2 separate regions of the Rattus norvegicus genome follow, and region 2 is linked to region 1. Evidence: chromatin contacts called from public Hi-C data. All regions are on one chromosome and are shown on one strand. The core of a region is the stretch at or near the end of the contact, and the rest is flanking DNA. Distances in the headings are between cores, read along the strand shown.

Evidence for each region. A called contact is a pair of places that touch in the nucleus more often than the background predicts.
Region 2: a Hi-C map of liver shows a contact between it and region 1, with 1.5 times the contacts expected there. The contact joins the enhancer-like site here to the promoter of Trpm7 in region 1. A contact is called at or near these places in 3 of 12 Hi-C or Micro-C datasets (hepatocytes, kidney and liver).

Annotation. Positions count from the first base shown.
Region 1 is chr3:134,585,935-134,589,616 of GRCr8, forward strand. Trpm7 (transient receptor potential cation channel, subfamily M, member 7) reads right to left here and starts at 2,179. Exons shown (of 39, transcript NM_053705.2): 1 at 1,926-2,179. The coding sequence starts at 1,928.
Region 2 is chr3:134,622,987-134,626,625 of GRCr8, forward strand. Sppl2a (signal peptide peptidase-like 2A) reads right to left here. Exons shown (of 15, transcript NM_001107770.1): 11 at 2,864-2,920; 12 at 2,030-2,132. Among named protein-coding and RNA genes, the nearest start is that of Sppl2a, 22 kb to the right of the region's middle. Within about 2 kb of position 2,090, at least 1 of the 93 cell types and tissues checked has an H3K27ac peak or open chromatin away from gene starts, as enhancers often do. A contact at or near this core is called in liver, where this site is marked.

The sequences.
Region 1 (3,682 bases), core at 929-3,428:
TAAACAACACTAGAAATACTAGTCCACAAAAGTTACCTATTTATTTATTTTGATTTTTCAAGGCAGGACTAAACTCAGATCTGCTTACCTCTGCCTCCCTGGTGCTGGGATTAAAAGTGTGCACTACCATGGCTGGCATAATTCTTTGATTTTTGGCATCTTAATCCCTTTCTTTTCCACCTTTACCCAAGGAACCAGCTCCATGGCCTGTAACAGACTCATGAAAATAACAATTTATAATAAGAATTATATAGTATAGACCCATTATTCCCAAGTGATTTTTTTTTTTTTTTTGGACAGATGACCCAAAAGGTGAGGAAACTGAATTGAATTATTGAATAAAAAACCCACTTTTTAGTCAAGCATGGTGGTGCAAGCATTTAATCCCAGCACTCAGGAGGCAGATCTCTTATTTAGAAGCTAGCCTGGTCTTGGAGGGGAAAAAAAAAGATGACAATGAGGAAGGAGGAGGAAAAGAAACACACACACACACACACACACACACACACACACACACACACACTATTTTAAGCTCTCCTAAGATTTTACTATAACTCAAATGCATAGTGTAATGTTAATCACTCAACTCACTATTAGTTAGGAATTAAGCAGGGTAAAAAAATAAAATTAAGATTCTTAATTTTAAATTTTAAAGTGAGACTGTTCTTCTTACAGAATCAACAAGTTTATGCATGTCCAAACGATACTAAGTTCAAACTATGTGCCATATATGAATTACTTACAAAACTAAAGCTATTTTGGGGGTTGGGGGGGTTAATGAAAACATTTTAAACAAATGTATGCTGTTTACCATCTAAAATGAAAAACTAGATATACCACTGAATAGTCAGTACTTAACGACTTGCAAGGCACTTGGATTCAACTCACCCTCCAGTAGAGTCCTTTAAATCAAAGCCGTAAGTATTTAAATGAAATGATTTAGCAGAGGTAGAGGGATTTGAACTTTCCTTTCAAGAAATAGGAAAAGCGAGGTGACAGACACCTGTAATTCCAGAGCTCAGAAGATGGAGGCAAGAGGATAAGGAACTCAATGAGGGCCTCTGGATTTGAGGCCAGCCTGGGCTACATGTAACCCAGTCTCAAGTAAAAGTAGTCTTCAATGACTTCTCAAACCAAAGTGAGAAATGCATTACTTTCACATGTACTTTTTAAAGACACTTCTAAACCTAGCCGGACGTGGTGGCGCACGTCTTTAATTCTGGGAGGCAGAAGTAAGCGGATCTCTGTTTAGAGCCAACCTGGTATACACAGCGAGTTCCAGGCCAGCCAGGGTTACAAGCAAGACCTTGTCTCAAAAATAAAGAAAAAGAAGAAAACTAAACCTGTCAGACTTCGGCAAAGGAACACCAGTTTGCATAAAGCCTATCAAGTTAAACTACTGAGCAGGAATGCCTTTCCTGCTCAGATCCTAGATCTAAATGGCTTTCTTTGTAAGAAATCTCCAAATCCGGTTCCTGGCCTTAACAACAAAAGCTCTAGCCAACGCTGCAACACACCGACTCCCTCCAGTCTGCACATTGGCTTCAAACTGTCTGGGACAACAGATGAGGTAGTTCGACGCAGACCTGGCAACGCAGTCTCAGCCTCCCAGGAATTGTCCCTTCCCTGTCCCTTGCTAAAGAAAAGCCCGAACCACAACGCAGTCTACACCGTCAAAATCACTCCCGTTCTATTAAAAAGTAATAATAATAGAAAATGTACCTGTAGAGAGTCTGCGGCACAGCCAATAAGTCACAGCTCGGAACCCGCTCCCTTCTCCTTTCCGTAACACCTCAGCCCTCCCTCCCTTTCCGTGTCAACTCCGCGGCTCCGCTACGAGCGGAGGCGCCCAGAGGGCCACAGAGCTCCCCGGAGCGGCGCACAGGCTCCCGCGAGGCCCGCCCGCGCCAGGCCCGGCTCCGTACCATTCTCCTCAAGGGGCGGACTCCGGAAGGGCAGCGGCTCCTCCTCCTCCTCCGCGGCCTGCAGCCATCTATCGGAAAGCGTCTCCGGAGGCGGTGGCACGGGCCACCGAACAAGGACAGCCCCGGGAAACCTTCTCAGAACTAACTCAGCTCCAGCGCTAGCAGCAGAAGTCGAGTCTTTCATAATTGTGCGACCAGCTCCGCCGGGTGACTGGCCACAGGGACGCGCCCGCGCCCGCCTCCGCCGGAGACGGGGCCGCGGCAGCCACGTGACGGGGGCGTCGAGTGCGTCGCGCGGAGGGCGTGTCACGTGAAGGGCGCGTTTACTGCGGCCTACCCCTAATCCCCGCCCAGCCGCCGGCCGGGAAGCGCAGAGCTGCGGTTTTCCCTGGTGTTGCTGGCTTCAGCTTCCCCTGCCTCCGTCTGTGAGAACTTGTTCCGCTTTAATGACCGGATCCCCGGGTTCGCCAAAAAGTAACTCCCGCGGCCAGACACGATTGTCTTGTTTCTTTTGCTATCGCATCGGTCTATGTTGGTTATTAGCGATAGCTTTCCCACACGTTATCCTTTCCCATCAAGGGTGCAGTCTGTTATTATCGCTGCTATTATAAGTGGCTTATTTTATGTGTATGTGTGTTTTGCCTCATGTATGTCTGTGTAACATATGTGTGCAGTGTCCTCGGAAGACCGCCCTAGATCATCTGGAACTGGAATGTCAGACAATTAGTGTTTTTTGAGTCCCTTGTGGCTCAGGCTCCTGACCTAAAATGACCTTGAACTATGGAATTTGCTTTTAATCCCACAGTTCTGGGATTGCCAGCTTTCGCCATCCTGAAAGGATTTTGGATTTTGGTTTTTTTGTTTTGTTTTGTTTTGTTTTTGTTTTTTGTTTTGACCTGGAGTAGTTGGCACATGCCTGTAATCCCAGCACTCAAAAGGCTGAGGCAGGAGGATTGCAGTAAATTCGAGACTAGTGAGGGTTAGAATGACAACACCGTCTTAAAAACACAAAACCAAATCTGCTTTTGACACATCATCTTTTCGCTCTTACAAATGTAAAGGCTCCACTGCCTGAAGCTCCGTTCTGCCTCTATCTTTGCTCTTTTTACTCTGACTAATCTCAAATTTACTGTAATCTTCCTGCCTTAACTTTCCGAGTGCTGGGATTACAGGCATGTACCACTACTGGTCTAAAAAAAAAAAAATCAAGATGGCAAACGCCTGTAATTCTAGAAGGGAGGGGCAGGCAAACGCCTGTAATTCTAGAAGGCAGGGGCAGGCAAATCTCTGTGAGTTAGAAGCCAACTTCCAGGTCTGCCAGAGATACCTAGTGAGACACTGTCTCAATTAGACACCCCTCCCCCAATAAAAACCCTACCAGCTTCACTGATGAATAATTGACACATTTAAGTGTACAATTTGATAAACTTCAACATGAAATCACTACTCCAATCAAGGCAATGAACATATTCAATAGTCCCAGATTTCTGGCACCCTTGCTAAACTCTTCCTGTGTGTACAGATCTCATCGCTCTAACTCAGTGGTTCTCAACCTTACCAACACTGTGTGGCTTTAACACAGTTCCTTATATTATGGTGACCCTCCCCCAACCATAAAATTCTTTTTATTGCTACTTCATAACTGTAATTTTGCCACTGTTATGAATCATAATGTAGATATCTGAAATGCAGGATATCTGATATGCAGCCTACAGGTTGAGAACCAACATTCACACTGCAAGTGTCTCTAGATCTCT
Region 2 (3,639 bases), core at 840-3,339, 37 kb after region 1:
CAAGAAAGTAACTTTAAATGACATTTAGAACAATGACTTAAATTTTAACACAAAGAATTGCATTTTAAAAATGTTTATTTATAAGAATGGTAACCAGGGTCCAGAGAGATGGCTTAGTGGTTAAGAGCACTGGAGGTCCTGAGTTCAATTCCCAGCAACCACATGGGATCTCACAACCATCTGTAATGGGATCCAATGCTCTCTTCTGGTGTGTCTGAAGACAGCTACAGTGTACTCAGATACATCACATAAATAAATAAATCTAAAAAAAAATGGTAACGGGCAACCTTGGGGGGGTAGAAGGTTGGGGGAAGGTAGGAGGTGGGGGTACCTTCTAGAATGTACCAGAGACCTGGGAGGTGAGAGACTCTCAGGACTCAAAGGGAGGAACCTTAGATGAAATGCCCTACAGTGGGAAGAGGGAATTTGTAGAATCCACTTCCAGCAGAAAGACAGGGCATCAAGTGAGGGATGATCATCCCACAGTCAAAAACTCTGACCCAGAATTGTTCCTGTCTAAAAGAGCTGCAGGGGCAAAATGGAGAAGAACCTAAGGAATAGGAGGTCCAGTGACAAGCCCAAAGTGGGATCCAGCTCAAGGGGAGACCCCAAGGCCTGACAATATTACTAAGGCTATGGAGTGCTCACAAAAAGGGACCTATCATGACTGCCCTCCAAAAGACCCAATAAGCAGCTCAAAGAGTCAGATGCAGCTATTTGCACCCAACAAACAAACAGAAGTTGCTGACCCCTGTGGTTGAAAGCTGGACGAAGCTGAGGAGGAAGGCGACCCTGTACAAGGACCAGCAGACTTAGTTAACCTGGACCCCTGAGATCTCTCAGACACTGGACCACCAACCAGGCAGCACCACCAGCCTCTGTGAGGCCCCCGACACATACATAGCAGAGGACCGCCAGGTCTGGGTACAGTCAGAGAAGATGCACCTAACCCTCAGGAGACTGGAGGCCCCAGGGAGTGGGGAGGGGTGGTGGTGGGGAATCCTCATGGAGACGGGTGGGGGTGGTATGGGATGTGGGCAGAGGGTAGATGAAGATAAAATATGAAGTGTAAGAAAAGATTAAATTTTTTTTAAAAGTTTATTTATTTTACAGGCTTGAACATTGATGGTACCTGTATGTATGTGCATGTATGCATATGCACCATGTGTGTGCCTAGTGCCTGTCAAAAGAGGCATGAGATCCCCTAGAATTGAACTTGCAGGGTTTGGATCACTGGGTGAGTGCCAGGAATTGAACCTGGGACCTCTACAAGAGCAAGTCTGGTAACTGCTGAGCCATCTCTCCAGCCCCAATACTAAGAATTTTAAAAAATGAAATGCAAGCTGATATATCCAAATATATAAGCAAAAAAAAAACCCCTCAATACCCATTTTTAGAAGAAATTTGTTGAACATCACCGAAGAAGAAATCTCATGTTATATGTATTAAATACATACTTTAGATGTGCATCTCCAGTGTCTAGCCAGGTAACTCTCCTTGACCCTCCCTTCCACAATTTCCCCATATCTAGCCTGAGTCTCACATCCAGTGTCCTAGCCTCGTCTGGTCCCTTGTCTTGAAACCTCTAGTCTTCCAGCAGGTGTCTGCCTACCCCAACCTACAGACTAGTGTGACTGGTTCCCCACTGGATTGTCTTTTATTATAAGGCCATGTAAGCTGGGGTTCTCTTCCTTTTCTTCTTCAACCCTACCTTGCTGACATCCCTAAAGCACTCCCTAAAATATCACTACTGCTATCAAATAGGAGGAAATGAAACATGTTCTTCTAGAAAAGGATAAATGGATCCTTGCTGTCCCAAGGCACCTTTTAGCAGCAGACATTTTTCCTTGGCTGTCCTGAGGGTTGACTTCTCTTTTACCCTTTGCAGTGCATTTTTTTAAACCTCTGTCATTGATCTCAGTTCTAATAACAGCCAAAAATTATAGAGCTGTGTAACTTTTACCAGACACTGTGAACATCATTCTTGAAGCTGTAATATGCTTCTGCTAAAGTCACTACATTCACTCACCTGGAACAATGATATCTCCGAACCCCAGCACTGAAACGGGCACTGAGCACACACTCATGACTGAGTAATCCATGAGCTTTGGCACCCTGATAACTACTGGCAACTGTAAGAAAGAAAAACAAGAGAGGAGGGGGAGGGCAGCAGGGAGAAGGAAAGGGAAGGAAGAAGAGAGAGGGAGAGAAGGAGAGAATGAACCAGTAAGTCTCTTCCCAATCTCTCTTTTAGGAAGAGAAACACTGACACTGTAATAATCGTTTTGATGTTTTTAGAATGATTATTTGAAAAAAATCTAACTAAAGATGACATAAACATACACATACATAATACATACTGAAACTGATTGTACAAAAACTTGAAGGAATAAGACATGTAGTTTTTAGGAACTATATCCAACACATGGAGGATGAACAGTATGCACATACTCCCCCCACAGCTAACCTTTACATTTTTATTTTCTTTTTACCAAGAATAGGACTCGGATCTTGACAAGTTTTGTTGTTGTTTTGTTTTGGTCAGTCTACATTTTCCCCACCCAAAGAAGAGCTTCCTCACAGAGGGTATGATTTAAAGTCCAATGAACTTATCCGAAATACAATTCTTACTTTCTCATGGGGAGCTGAGTGCAGAGCAGTGGCTTCCACAAAGTTTCCATCATTCTAGGATGAAACCCAAGTCAATAGGTATTTAATAATTTAGAATAACTAAGAAAATGGCTATCTTTGTGAGAAATAAGTTTGATAACACCTTAGCATGCACCCATGACCAATGAGCTACAGTAGGAAGCAGACAGGCAGACAGCAACTGGATGAACATTGCTGTTCACACCATCCCCACCTTTTCAGCATTCTCGAAAGGCCCAGCAGCAAGTTCCACCATGATGCTCTCTCCATTCTAAAGGGAGGAAGAGATGTTGTTCAGTCATCTAAGAGAATAACCTAGCACAACCCAAGGATGACTGACAGCGCCTGGCACACAGCCTACTGCCAACTGAACATGGGCTATCAACTGCCTCTTCCACAGACTCTACAAACAGTAGACATTGAATCTGAAACAAAACACAGCTCGCACACCACTACACTTTTCTAGAGCTCAGTAATTATCAGATGGGCATATTATTCAAGTACACCTGGAGATCTGGATTATACTGACATCTAACATGTTAATAGGTGGTGAACTTCAAGTATTTTAATATTTTTACTATGTGTATTATGGCTCTTAGACATTTTCAGCATCAGAGAAGAAGACACTAGAATTCTTTAAATTTAGCTTTCTACCAAATATAAGTAACCTTATTTGAATAAAAATGCACTTGATCTTCTGGTATTTCCCACAATAAAATCATAAAGCCAAATTTGAAAAGACCCAACCTTATAGAATATGACAACTTTCTTCAGCCTGATTCCCATTCCGGGTCAACCCTGCCTCCTTTCTTTGATCAATCCTAGCATCCTCCTGAGTGGAAGCTTCCTCCCTGTCTGCTGAAGTCTTTTCTGTGGGCTAGACAAGGTGTTCACAAACAAGTTTTCTCCTGTAACCCTGTCTGCCTGGAGGTGAAGCTTTGAGGCTAAGAGTACACAAAGTGACCTTTTCGTTGTCGTTTTCATCTAGCC